2 separate regions of the Xenopus laevis genome follow, and region 1 is linked to region 2. The links are chromatin contacts, called in public Hi-C maps. All regions are on one chromosome and are shown on one strand. The core of a region is the stretch at or near the end of the contact, and the rest is flanking DNA. Distances in the headings are between cores, read along the strand shown. Region 1 holds the start of krt8.1.L (keratin, type II cytoskeletal 8-like). Region 2 has its middle 24 kb from the start of eif4b.L.

Region 1 (7,703 bases), core at 1,672-4,171, 110 kb before region 2:
GAAGCCCCCTATAAGATATATTGGATCTAACTGTCAATGATTATCTGAGGACAGAATGAAGAGAAACAGATGCCGAGAGAGATAATGAAGATAAACTTGATTTCAGAAAAAAACACAGAATATTTAATTGATTGTATTTACAAAGTTTATTTTTTGTATGATGAAGCTTTTATTGAATTTTCATTTGTGTTATAGTTCCCCTTTAAAAAAACCCCCCACAAATGAATAGGACCAAGGGTTAATGTATGATTTCTCAGTAGAAACGGAATTTCCCATTAACAGTGCTTTTCCCAAGCCACAGGACCCGGCACAACAGCTCTATATTTGGTTTGGGCGCAGATAGGACGCGGTGGAGCAGACTTTGTTCCATGACATTAAATGGTGTGTGTGCAGAGTGAGGTGGAGCGCATGTTCATGTCCCTATAAGGCAATGTCTGCAGGTAACCTGTCCCCTCCTGCCCCTCCCTTGCAGCTTCGGCACATTGTGAATTTATGAGAGACCTGCTATCTATATAGGGCCCAACATTCCCGATGGATAATCGTTCCCAGATGCTAAAACTAAACCTGCTGATCCATGAGGGCTTTAGGGCGTGGAACCAACTGGAAAGCTGTAACTGTCGTTTCCATGCATACATGGGGACAGAGATCAGTTACATAGCAACAGGGACATGGGCCAAAACAAACTTTTGGGGGGTCTATTTATTAAGCTCAAGCTATGCTTCATCTGTTATTGGTCTATGACTTATTTTATATTATTTAATAATAATTGAATAATATTTAATGTCCACAGGTTGGGCAGATGGATTATACACTGCTGCTGCAATCTTCACCCACAATGGGGAACATTATCGAGTTTTTCCGTAATTTCCTTACCTACAATGTCACTGTATGTAGGAACCCCTAAAGAACAGCTCTATATTAGCAGTAACCCATACAGAACACACAGGTGCAAAGGGTGTTAATCGGATTCAGTGCGTGCCAATTAGGAGAGTAACAGAGTGCAGCAGACTGAGCAAGTATTTGCCTTGGCATAACCTGCAGCCTGTCCTGGGGTAGGTGCATTGGCCATTAATTCAGAGATAATGAAAGTAGAAGCAAATGTGCTGCCCGAGCACAAGAACAATCCACCATAAAGCAGAAAAATAACAGAAACCTTTGGGGTAACTGCGCAACCTGCATATGTACAAGGATCTAGTGCAGCTGCATCGGACACATTCTCACAGCAGGAGGGACGGGTGAAAGACTCATCAGTTATTGAGTGAGAGTCTAGTAAGTCAGATCCACCACCTGGAGTTGTCTTTCCCAAGCTGAAAAACAGCTCTCAGCATCAAAGCATACTGGGAGGTGTAGTTCAGCAAGTTATGTTGTTAGCTGTACTACACAGAGTAGAGCTGCTCATCCCCACCCTGAGCTCTCCTATTAACCGGATAAGCGCTGACCTACACCTTGGGAGGGGCATTTGGTTCTGCTCTTCACTTCTGCCATTGGCAGGACAGGGTGAGATCTTGGCAGCTTCTCTCACAAACATAAAACTGGACTTTAGAGATTTAAAAGGAAATAGTTTTAGAAAAATGCAGCAGGTACATAAATGCAGCGGCCATTAGTCCCATGTCAGCCAGTCACCAGTCTCCATACAGAGAAAACCTGCTCTCTGACACCCAATAGGAATGGGGCTCAGGACAAACAAGCCCTTAGTCATTGCATTTTATAATGCCGCCAGCAAAAGTTCTTTGGCTTAAGCAAATAAGGAAACAAATGGCACATGTCACAGCCACAAGTGCCCGGCAAATGAAAAGTAACCGCTTATATAGATATAAAGTTCCCAATATGGAAATTAAAGGAGCCCAATTCGGTGCAAAGGTGACAGTGGAAGTTTCACTTGTAGCAGCGGAGAGAGGGGGAAGGGCTGAAGACAGGGCGTCAATTGCAACGGAACCTATTGAATCGCTTTCAGCGCAACGTTTCGGCCATATTTTATAGGCACCGACTAGTGAGAATAAAGGTGAGTCAGCACAAGTGCCACAACTCCGGGGAAAGAAAGGTCGCTGCCTTTACTCGGGATAAAGGGTCGCTGCCTTTACTCGGGATAAAGGGTCGCTGCCTTTACTCGGGATAAAGGGTCGTTGGATAAAGGGTCGCTGCCTTTAATCGATATAAAGGGTCGCTGGATAAAGGGTCGCTGCCATCATTTGGGATGAAGGGTCGCTGCCATTATTTGGGATAAAGGGTCGCTGCCATTATTTGGGATAAAGGGTCGCTGCCATTATTTGGGATAAAGGGTCGCTGCCATTATTTGGGATAAAGGGTCGCTGCCATTATTTGGGATAAAGGGTCGCTGCCATTATTTGGGATAAAGGGTCGCTGCCATTATTTGGGATAAAGGGTCGCTGCCATTATTTGGGATAAAGGGTCGCTGCCATTATTTGGAATGAAGGGTCGCTGGATAAAGGGTCGCTGCCATTATTTGGGTCGCTGCCACTCCCTGTGCCCGGGCCACTCACCTTGTCAATGAAAGAGGCAAACTTGTTGTTGAGAGTCTTGATCTGCTCCTTCTCCTCGGTTCTCACTTGCTGGATGGAAGGGTCGATCTCGAGGTTGAGGGGTGCCAGGAGACTCTGGTTGACGCTGACCGATGTGATTCCCGCAGATCCCACACCTGCGCCCCCAAAACCGCTCCTGTAGCCGCTCCCGAACCTGGAGGCTCCTCCATAGCTGGACCCCAGGCTGAAAGAAGCGGTGCTGGCTCTACTCGCCATGGGGGCGCCGCTGTACGAGAAGCTGCTGAAGCCGCCGGAGCGGGGGGCAGCGCTGCTGGTGCGGTAGGTCATTTTGGTTGTTCTAACAGACATGGTGCAAGTGTTAGTGCCGGCGGTGTCTAACTGAGAAGTTGCTGGAGCTCAGGACAGGCTGAGGCTGATGGGAGACGCTGCGCTTATATGCGAGGCTGGGAGCAGGGGGCGCCGCTGTGCGAGTACCTGAGTGGCTGGAGCACAGGAGGGCGGGGTTTCCACCTGTTGGACGTATGGGACGGGCGAGCTGACGCTAGAGGGCGCTGCACTGTTATTCCTTATACAGAGAATGGGATCCCTGGAGGGTTAAAAGCCTGAGGTGGGGTTTGTGTGAGGAATGTGCCCCCGCCGGCCCAGCCCAGAAGGAAAACTTCTGTCACAAACACAAGGGAGGGGATGTCCGGCTGTGCTGAGGCTTCTTTTATTTGTCTCATCTGTATCAATTTACACTCCTTTACTTAAAAAGGACCTTTGAGTTAACTTTTAATTTGCAAGTTCAACAATCTGGTTGCTGGGGTCCAAATTACCCTAGCAACCGTGCATTGCTTGGAAAAAGAGACTGGAATGTGAATAGGAGAGGCCTGAAAAGAAAGACAATTAAAAAGAAGCAATGAAAATACATTTGTCGCCTTACAGAGCATTTTTTTTTTACATGGGGTCTGCGACCCCCATTTTTCAAAAACTGTATCAAATAAAATTTGAAGACCGATTGAAAAGTTGCTTACAACTGGCCATTCTATAACATACTAAAAGTTAACTTAAAGGTGAACCACCCCGTTAACCATAATGGGGCAGATTTACTAAAGGGGCGAATTGTCGCCAGTGACCACTTCACCAGGCGCAAGTTCGTTACCACTACGCTAATTCACTAAAATGCAAAGTTGCGACCTGGGTGCCTAACGCTGGCAACTTTTCGCTAGCGATACTTCTTCAGTGCGAGTATTCCATATCGAGGATTCACTAGCGTTCGTTTATGCCTAGCGAAAAGTCACGTGATCTTACGCTTAGTAGTGATGTGTGGACGTCTTTATTACATTAGAGATGTTGGTGCAAATGCTTCAAGTGGTCACTTTTTATTACAAATGGCCAGAGAACTTTAATAAAGACAAAAGAGATCATATAATGCCCTGCACATGAGCCCATTGTATAATGAATGTTCCATGCCCCTCAAATGTCTGGAGAAAATGTTAACCCAAAAAAATTCAAGTCAGGACTTTTGCAGGCAATGCCGCTTAAAAAAAGGAAGAGTTGCCAGCCTTTTTTTTCAACTTTAATGCATTTTTCGGCTCACAGGATATGATGTAAGTGACAGAAGATTGAGGAAGATCTAGCTTCTTTTTAGCACTTCGCTTGGTCTGAGGTGGCGAAGTCAACTCCGCACTTCACTGAATTCGCCTGGCAACGACCATTCACCTGGCAAAAAGTTGCCTGACGACAGAGTTTCGAATGAACGCTAGTGACGGTCTCTTTCACTAGCGAATTGTCGTCTGCGCCTGTAAATTGGCAATGTCGCTGCGGATGTGATTTCTGGCAAAAACTTCGCCCTTTAGTAAATCTGCCCCAATGAATCACTGACGGGGCCCACAAAGGGATTAGGATTAGATAGCGCCACTGTGCTGAGACTTTAGCTCAATATGGGTCTCAATAATACAGTGTGATGAAAGTAGAAACACTGGGGCTCATTTATCAACACTGGGTAAATTTGCCCATGGGCAGCAACCAATCAGTGATTAGCTTTGTGAAACCAGCTGCAAGTAGAACAATGAATGCAGCAATCTCATTGGTTGCCATGGGTTACTGCCCACGGGCAAATTTGCTCAGTGTTGATAAATGAGCCCCACTGAGCGCAACCATTGCTCAGCATATAGACTGTAGGAATGGTTCATATACAGGCTATGAGGCATGCATTACTATACAGTAACACTCAACTCCTAAAGAGATAAAACCATAAACACCAACTCTCTAGATGACAATCTCTAAATTCCTTCCCATTAAAATAAGTGTGGCTAATTCCAGCTCATTAGCCCTTGAATGAATAAATTACTACACCCTTCTAATTCATAAATCACTAAATGATTAAACAATTAGATGGGCCAATCAAGCCCTCGGCTACACCCGTATTCACAAAATATGCCTTGTTGATAATTTAGAGACTAGACGTAGGAGTAGAAATTGCTTATTAATGCATTCACTATTACAGTTAATTAGCCACCAGTATATATGTGTACTTAATAACCTCCCTGGACAATAGTAACCCACTCCAAATGGCCACTTGGGTATAGAAAAAAACTATGAAGTAACAAGGGTTCTTTTTTCTTTAGGAGTGTCTTTGGATACAGATGTCCTCATTTAATCTATAAGCATATAAATAATTTGAGCATGGGTTGATATACAGACTGTTGGGCATGGGATAGTTCTCCTATTTTCCTAGTTTCTTCTCTACGGAAATAGGGTCCACTGACACCTAGCGCACTGGGAGTTTTCTGGTATTCCGGTGGGCCAAACTCTACACTCATAATAAGCCAGTTCCATAATAAGTATACTTAATACATATTACTGTCACCATCTCTCCCTACTATACCCGCTATCCCACAGCCACAGTCCCTTCCAAGAGACTATTATCCCACTGTTACTATAGGCACCATCTCTCCCTACTATACCTGATATCCCACAGTCACACTCCCTTCCCAGAGACTATTATCCCACTGTTACTATAGGCACCATCTCTCCCTACTATACCTGCTATCCCACAGCCACACTCCCTTCCCAGAGATTATTATCCCACTGTTACTATAGGCACCATCTCTCCCTACTATACCTTCTATCCCACAGCCACAGTCCCTTCCCAGAGACTATTATCCCACTGTTACTATAGGCACCATCTCTCCCTACTATACCTGCTATCCCACAGCCACACTCCCTTCCCAGAGACTATTATCCCACTGCTACTATAGGCACCATCTCTCCCTACTATACCTCCTATGCCACAGTCTATTCCCAGAGACTATTGTCTCCACTGTTACTATAGGCACCGTCTCTCCCTACTATACCTGCTATCCCACAGTCACACTCCCTTCCCAGAGACTATTACTGTATTTTCAGTGCTACTATAGGCAGCTACTATAAAGTACACACAATTATGTGTGGTAAGTTATAAAGTGTGATACCAGTCTCTTCCGAGAGACTATTATCCCACTGTTACTATAGGCACCATCTCTCCCTACTATACCTGCTATCCCACAGTCACACACCCTTCCCAGAGACTATTATCCACTGTTACTATAGGCACCATCTCTCCCTACTATACCTGCTATCCCACAGTCACACTCCCTTCCCAAAGACTATTATCCCACTGTTACTATAGGCACCATCTCTCCCTACTATACCTGCTATCCCACAACCACATTCCCTTCCCAAAGACTATTATCCCACTGCTACTATAGGCACCATCTCTCCCTACTATACCTGCTATGCCACAGTCTATTCCCAGAGACTATTGTCTCCACTGTTACTATAGGCACCGTCTCTCCCTACTATACCTGCTATCCCACAGTCACACTCCCTTCCCAGAGACTATTACTGTATTTTCAGTGCTACTATAGGCAGCTACTATAAAGTACACACAATTATGTGTGGTAAGTTATAAAGTGTGATACCAGTCTCTTCCGAGAGACTATTATCCCACTGTTACTATAGGCACCATCTCTCCCTACTATACCTGCTATCCCATTGTCACACTCCCTTCCCAGAGACTATTATCCCACTGTTACTATAGGCACCATCTCTCCCTACTATACCTCCTATGCCACAGTCTATTCCCAGAGACTATTGTCTCCACTGTTACTATAGGCACCGTCTCTCCCTACTATACCTGCTATCCCACAGTCACACTCCCTTCCCAGAGACTATTACTGTATTTTCAGTGCTACTATAGGCAGCTACTATAAAGTACACACAATTATGTGTGGTAAGCTATAAAGTGTGATACCCGTCTCTTCCGAGAGACTATTATCCCACTGTTACTATAGGCACCATCTCTCCCTACTATACCTGCTATCCCACAGTCACACTCCCTTCCCAGAGACTATTATCCACTGTTACTATAGGCACCATCTCTCCCTACTATACCTGCTATCCCACAGTCACACTCCCTTCCCAAAGACTATTATCCCACTGTTACTATAGGCACCATCTCTCCCTACTATACCTGCTATCCCACAACCACACTCCCTTCCCAGAGACTATTATCCCACTGCTACTATAGGCACCATCTCTCCCTACTATACCTGCTATGCCACAGTCTATTCCGAGAGACTATTGTCTCCACTGTTACTATAGGCACCGTCTCTCCCTACTATACCTGCTATCCCAAAGTCACACTCCTTTCCCGGAGGGATAATAGTCTCTCGGAAGAGACTGGTATCACACTTTATAACTTACCACACATAATTGTGTGTACTTTATAGTAGCTGCCTATAGTAGCACTGAAAATACAGTAATAGTCTCTGGGAAGGGAGTGTGACTGTGGCATAGCAGGTATAGTAGGGAGAGATGGTGCCTATAGTAGCAGTGGGATAATAGTCTCTGGGAAGGGAGTATGGTTGTGGGATAGCAGGTATTCCCAGAGACTATTGTCTCCACTGTTACTATAGGCACCGTCTCTCCCTACTATACCTGCTATCCCACAGTCACACTCCCTTCCCAGAGACTATTACTGTATTTTCAGTGCTACTATAGGCAGCTACTATAAAGTACACACAATTATGTGTGGTAAGTTATAAAGTGTGATACCAGTCTCTTCCGAGAGACTATTATCCCTCCGGGAAAGGAGTGTGACTGTGGGATAGCAGGTATAGTAGGGAGAGACGGTGCCGATATAGTAACAGTGGAGACAATAGTCTCTAGGAATAGACT
Region 2 (7,387 bases), core at 3,084-5,583:
AATACAGATTGACCACAATATAACTTTTGTTATTCAATAAACAGGACAGTATTATGAATCTACCTTCAGAGTCAGAGACAGCCTTAATAAGAGTAAACGTACATTGCTTGGAAACAAGAATAGACACACCTCTGGCGAATGTGGAGTATGTGGAGTGGAAATAAGATCCCAACCACGGTTTACGTAGAGATCTAAGTTTGTTCCCATCCAGGTGTGTTTCCTGGAGTAGGATCAAGTGAGGTTTAACCCGCCTTATTAGCTTAAACACCAAACCTCGTTTTATGGGGTTACCCAAACCTCTTACATTCCAAGAAAGTAATTTTACCTCAGCCATGATCCTTGGGTAAGGAGGTAAGTGTAAAGGATGGCATGATACTGAACAAGGTCCTAAGAAGTTCCTGTTTGTCAGAGCTTGTGTTCCGGCCCACTGTAGGTATAAAACTTGTTGGAAAGCAAAAGGGGAAAGAAACAACAGTGCATGTGTCCATTTGCAGTAGAAATGTTGAAACCCGGCCCACCCTACCTGCTTGTTCCCAACTGAAGCAGGTGTCAACCCTATAACAAAAAAACATGGCAAACTGTAAGAGGGTGGGAATCAAAGATTGATGGCTTCAGTTCCTCGATTCCAGGGCTCTGGTGTAGGAGCTCGATTCAGATGTAGTCGGACGTAGACGTTATCCGGGGAGGTCATTAGGACCTGTGCAGAGAGATGATAGGCACGGCCAGTACACGCCACTTCAGGTTTCCGGAGTTGCTTGAGCAGAAGATTCTGGTTCAGCCTGTGGGGAAGATGAGAGGTTGGAGGACTCCAGCCATTTCAGTGTCTCCTCTGGTGACGTGAAGAAATACGCTCTATCACCCTTTACGATGCGCAGACGCGCTGGGAAGGACATAGAGTATGGGAGTTGCAATTTTCTTAGCCTTTCCTTTATGGTTGTAAACTTAAGCCTTTGGTTGCGAACTTCCATAGAAAAATCTGGGAAGATCGAGACACGTTGGTTTTCAAATTGTATAGGCCCCAGGGTTCTTGCCAGTTGCAGGATCCTGTCACGGTCCCTGTAGTTGAGTAGGCGGGCTACAATCGGGCGAGGTCAGGAGCCTGGTGGTGGGGCCTTCCCAGGAACCCTATGCGCCCTTTCCAGTACAAAGCTGCGTGAGAAAGCGTCTTTCCCAAATGTATGTAGTAGCCAGTTTTCCAGAAAAAGTTCCATTTGGCGCCCCTCAGCCCTTTCAGGTATGCCCACTTCTCTGATGTTATTGCGCCTAAGCCTATTCTCCAAATCGTCAGTTTTGGCTTGCAGGGCCGCAATGTCGCGCGAGTGCGCACTTACAGTTTTGTGTAGAGGTTGTGTTCTGTCCTCTAACTCAGAGATGCGTCGTTCTGTTTCCTGCGTGCGCTCTCTCAGTTTTTGCACATCTAGTTTCATAATATTAAAGTCCATTTTGATAGCATCAAGTCTGTTAAGGACTGTGGCGTGGTTAGCGTGAAGTAATTGGATAACTTCCCCCAGGGTCGGTTCAGGATTGACCGTTGTGGAGGGAGGGGGGTTATCCCTTAAGGAGTCAGCCATAGCATGACACGTGGCGTCAGGGGTCTGCGCTTGGTCCGTGTCAGTTAATGGGTAACGGGCAAATTTCCCCAATGTTTGGGCCGCAGTGGCGCTCACCTTGGTAATGCGGGAGCTGCTAGTTTCCCCACCTGCGTCTCCCTCTAGTGCTGCAGTGTCGGCGCCGCCATTTTGCAAGGGCCCATGCTGCGGATCGATTCCTTTGCCGCGTGTCTGTGCAGGCTTGTTTTTGCCCATGGCGAGGCGTTGTGCGGTAGTACTGCGTGCCCCTCACTTGTTGGAGAAAGGATTGTTGATCCTGCGCAGGTATTTCAGGGTTTATTTCAGGATATATGCCCGGAGCTCAGCACCGTGCGTCTCACTCCATTAGCCGTTGGCCACGCCCCCCCTATTGCAAAGTATTTCATGAAAATATCCTTTGGTAGTATAGAAACAGCTGAACCTGTATCAAGCATCAGGTTAATGGAGAGTCCCTTGTCAGCAGAAGCAGTATTGACACTGACAGTGCATATAAACTTGTCTGGAATAAATGTACCAGCTTTATCCACACTTAATACTGTGAAATTTGTAGTAGTGACTTCATGAACATCTTTAGCAGAACTACGGCAGATCTTAGCAAAATGTCCTACTTTTGTGCAGTTGCGGCACCGTTTAGCTTTTGCAGGACATGTAACATGATTTGCAGTGTGTTGTGTTGAACCACAGCGAAAGCAGTATTTTCTATTTGTATTTGCTGCACGGTTTTACAGTGTAGGTGAATCCCTTTCCTTAGCACTGTATTTTGCCTGTGACTGTGCATTATTAGGCCACAGTACTGTATTCCCAGCAGTTCCCTGACTAACAGGGGAATGTAATAAAAGTCGCAAAGAGCAAAACAATTCGCACCAATAAGACTAAAAATCCACATCTCGCAATGTAATATTGTTCCTTAAACTGTTATTGCATTGCGAATTTTAATTGCGCATTGCGAATTTTAATTGCGCACTCATAAGAAGTGCTTGAAGGTGTCGTAATCTTTTGGAGCAAACATAACGACTTTTTCAGTAAGAAGTTTTATTACATTGACTGCGCATTGGCGCAAACTCTAAAATTCGCAAACGGTCTTTCACTGTCGGAAGTGGTCGCTAAACAGTTTCCGGGCTCGCAAAAGCTATATTAAATTCGCACAAAGCTAAATTTGTTCGCGCAAAGGCATAACTTTTCGCATTGCGAATAGTTTTTCTGTTAGCGATTTTTATTACATTCCCCCGTTAGAGTTTTAGCCTCTGCCATTGCTGTTTCAATTTGGATAGCAACTGTAATAGCCTTTGCAAGGGTTAAATCCTGTTCTAGGAGCAGTCTCTCGCTAATGCGAGGTGAGTTTGTTTTTTCCACTATTTGGTCTCTTAGCATTTCATCAGAGTCCCAAAGGTGCTACAAATTGGTCTGTGGATTCGCCATTACGTTGTCCACGTTTTCCACGTTGTCCACGTGGAATTGATATCTTTCAGCAACCAAAAGGTGCAGGCTGCTGCAGAGGTAGAAGATCCATCTCGTCGTCAATTGTTATGTTTTGGGTAGCCGAGGATGAGTAGAATATAACATATATTCTATATTTACAGAGGTTGACTGTCTCTATAACTGCACTTACTGCATTTTATACAGGTAGATAGATGACAGACAGTCTCTATTGTTGCCACCAGCACCATGTTTCATGGAAACTTCAGATGAAGTACTTGCTACTCGATGCTAAATACACTAATCGTGCAGCGTCCATTGCAGGCCATAGGCAGTGTTGGTTGGATAGATGATGTGGAAAGGAGCCAACACACCAGTGACCCACCCCTAGCAATTCTAGCAATGCACTTGCTCTGCCATAAGCAACTTGCTCCTCACCAGCTAAATCAGGTATGACCATGCTGAGTGACTTTATCAATCATTGACAGCAATGTCTTGAGAAATGACTTTGTAACTGGGAACTAACTTGCACAAATTCAAACTGTGTCCCCTAACCTGCTCTCACATACACACAAACATACATTTCTACCAAGATATGAAAGGTCAAGTCAAGCCTCAAGTAAACATATCTTTGTATTAGGTCTTTTCAACTAAATAACCTACAGTATCTGTAGTATCTAAATAACCTTCAGTATCACCCATGAGAAATTTCCTCTCCCAAAGGCAACAAATCACCTGAAATTACCTTCATACTGGCACCAATGGGAAAAGCTCTGGGTAAGACATATCAGTTGTATAATCTCTTGAGATATAATTTCAGGTGTTTGAAGTGCTTTACAAGAGAAGATTCCTATTGGTGACAGTATGAATGTGTTTTGCATCACTTAAAAAGCTAGTACATCTTCCACTAAATGTTTGCACCATGTAAATTTATTACGGCACATGGCACTGGTTCACTGTCACTATATAGTGGGCTGGAGGGGGCTGTTTGGACCTCTGTGTACTTGAAATGCCAGGGCCTATTTTGAATCAAAGTCCAGACTTGCTGGGGTATATGGGCTTTGTTTTTAGATTTAGATATACACATTACAGCAAGCAATCAGGCAGCTCAGACCGGAATATGAAATAATGAAGGGAAAACTGTTTTTTTTAACAATATTCTATGCCATTTTGCCAATATTGTTTACTGAGGATTTTTGAAGAATTAAATGAAAGATTCAGTACATAAGAGATGGGAAGGCAAATGTGGCACTAATGCTATGTGTGCACAGCTGTGTCTTCCTGTGTGTTTTGTTTGTTGCATTGTGCTCCGTATGTGTAAGTTGTGTGAGAGTGCAAAGCAGCGGGAAGCCCTGAGAGTTTGACAGTGTACACAATGGCTTAGGGGAAGTACACTACATCAAGCAGTTCTTCTCTAAACAAACATCAGAAAACTCTGTGAACTGATGGAAGCTATTATGCCTGTTTGCTCCAAAACATTTTATAAATAGTCACAAAAAAAATATTACGCCACAGAAGCAGATCTTGGCCAGATCGGGCTAATGTGATTGTGTTTCCCCTGGCCAAAGATGATACAATCATTTGGGCCTATAGAGACCCACTAGCAGAGGACCATATCAATGGATTGATGCAGTGTTAGGCTGTGGAAATACATTTGGCACATGTGGTTTCATCTGGTGTCTATTGTGTGGGGATAATACATTCTGGGAAAAGACTGTGTGGGATAGCAGGTATAGTAGGAAGAGATGGTGCCCACAGTAACAGTGGGATAATAGTCTCTGGGAAGGGAGTGTGACTGTGGGATAGCAGGTATAGTAGGGAGGGATGGTGCCTATAGTAACAGTGGGATAATAGTCTCTAGGAAGGGACTGTGGCTGTGGATAGCAGGTATAGTAGAGAGAGATGGTGCCTATAGTAACAGTGGGATAATAGTCTCTAGGAAGGGAGTGTGACTGTGGGATAGCAGGTATAGTAGGGAGAGATGGTTCCTATAGTAGCAGTGGGATAATAGTCTCTGGGAAGGGAGTGTGACTGTGGGATAGCAAGTATAGTAGGGAGAGATGATGCCTATAGTAGAAGTGTGATAATAGTCTCTGGGAAAAGACTGTGGCTGTGGGATAGAAGGTATAGTAGGTTGAGATTGTGCCTATAGTAGAAGTGGGGGTAATAGTATTTGGGAAGGGACAGTGGCTGTGGGATAGTATGTATAGTAGGGGAGACTGTGCCTAAAGTAACAGAGGGTATAGCATCTTGAAAGGGGACTTGGGTGTAAGTAGGGTTGCCACATTTTCTGGAAAAAAAAACGGCTTTCCTATCCTTTTCCCCTATTAATAACATTGGGATCAACAATAATTTTTACCGAACAATACCAGCTAGGTGGCAACCCTAGGTGTAAGGGACACATCCCAAAACCTTACCGTAGGCCCAGTCTACAAAATATTTTTCTTCTCTGTTCACCCATCATTAGTTTATTATCCTAATCTTTTCTCTCTTCAGCTTATCATCTATATAGATCTGCATACTTTCAGAAATGAGAATTTTACCAGGTTTGCCAGTAGAACACAGAAGAATAAAAGCATGCAAATGTTTTTTCACATAGCAGTGCCCCATGCATCACTTCTGCACATAGTTTAGCTTTTCATTGTTTAAGTTAAAAATCCTTGGAGAAGGTTCCAGTATCCTGGAACAGGTAGGAAAGGCTGTGGGCTATCAGCGCATATCTGCTGGGGCTGGGCTGCTATAGGGTGCAGACAAACATGTGGAAGACATAAAAGAGACCAATAAAGGTGCACATGACAACGTGAACTAACACACACAACAGGTTGGGACCTACTGCACTTTGTACAGAGACTCAGTTCCATATGTACATAACATGGAAAATCAGAAAGCAGCCGGGCCTCCTCCCCCACCGCATTAATAGTCATATGAATGAAAGGATTAGTCTTCCTGCTAATGGGCAGCACCCTGCCAACCAATCACACACATCCAGGTGTCAGTGGCTGCATTGCCAAGCAGTTTCCATTTGTAGCAGAAAAAAACATACCTGCCGTAGTCGGAACAGACACTGCCACTCTGACAAAGGTAGTTATACACGGGCAAAGTACTCTGTTAATATAGCTGCCAGCATAATGCAGTATATGTGCACTTTAATCAGTTTATCAGCACCAAGATGTATGTTGAACTGGAGGAGGTATAGGTACCTGCACCGGTGGAAAGGGAAGAAGAACTACAAAGCTGTATATTGAATATCCTGCAGCTGCAGTTGGCCTATAACCACCACCACCTCTATAGTAAAAATCTTGAAAATTAAATATACTACACAGACAAAGACAAGAAATGCTCTTCATTCACATATATCATTATGTTTAGGACATTAAAGGAGAACGAAACCTTAAAAATGAATATGGCTAAAAATGCCATATTTTATATACTGAACTTATTGCACCAGCCTAAAATTTCAGCTTGTCAATAGCAGCAATGATCCAGGACTTCAAACTTGTCACAGGGGGTCACCATCTTGGAAAGTGTCTGTGACACTCACATGCTCAGTGGGCTCTGAGCAGCTGTTGAGAAGCTAAACTTAGGGGTCATCGCAAATTATCAAGTTGAAAATTATGTTGTCCTGTAATATAAGCTGATGCTACAAGGCTGATTGTTAAATTCTGGTACAAGTTTCACTGGTTTCTGTGCTGCCATGTAGTAATTATCTGTATTAATTACTTATCAGCCTTATATTGTGACATTTCTATTCTATGTGTACTGTATATTGTGAGTGGGTCCCTAAGCTCAGTAAGTGACAGCAGCACAGAGCATGTGCAGTGAATCAGCAGAGAAGAAGATGGGGAGCTATTGGGGCATCTTTGGGGACACAGATCTTCCCTGCTAAAAGGCTGTGGTTGCCTTGGGCTGGTGCAGAAGCCCAAAACAAAATGTACAACATTTCTAGCTACTTCTTTAGTTAGGCTTTAGTTCTCCTTTAAGATATTGTGTGCATATAACTACTAAAAATACCTTCCCCTGCAAAACAGGGATTGTTTGTCCATATAATATATTGAAGCTGGCCAACTATGTGAAAGTCTTCTCTGGTCTTGCCAGCCCAACACTCACTTTCATGAGATTCACTGAAAATACTTCTAAATATTAATAAAATACTGCTCCTGAATAATCCATAACAAAAATGGATAGTTCTGCTCACCATTAAATATTTTTTCATTATTAAGGGGGCATGAAATGAGAGTGTGACCCCAAAATTTATATAACAAGAAATTCTATGCACTCTGCAGTATTGATTGTCCATATATTGCAATATATTCAAGCTGGTCACAGTCAAGCCCTTGTTTAAAGGAGAGGGCAGTTTTTAGTAGCTGTATGCACCAAATGTC

What was found. Hi-C and Micro-C count contacts between places; a contact is called where the count stands out from the background.
Region 1: a Hi-C map of animal cap shows a contact between it and region 2, with 5 times the contacts expected there. The contact joins the promoter of krt8.1.L here to the enhancer-like site in region 2. A contact is called at or near these places in 3 of 4 Hi-C or Micro-C datasets (the XL177 cell line, the XTC cell line and animal cap).

Annotation. Positions count from the first base shown.
Region 1 is chr2L:156,000,392-156,008,094 of Xenopus_laevis_v10.1, reverse strand. krt8.1.L (keratin, type II cytoskeletal 8-like) reads right to left here and starts at 2,921. Exons shown (of 9, transcript XM_018247587.2): 1 at 2,502-2,921. The coding sequence starts at 2,849.
Region 2 is chr2L:155,895,882-155,903,268 of Xenopus_laevis_v10.1, reverse strand. No RefSeq gene overlaps it. Among protein-coding and RNA genes, the nearest start is that of eif4b.L, 24 kb to the right of the region's middle. Within about 2 kb of position 4,333, at least 1 of the 7 cell types and tissues checked has an H3K27ac peak or open chromatin away from gene starts, as enhancers often do. A contact at or near this core is called in animal cap, where this site is marked.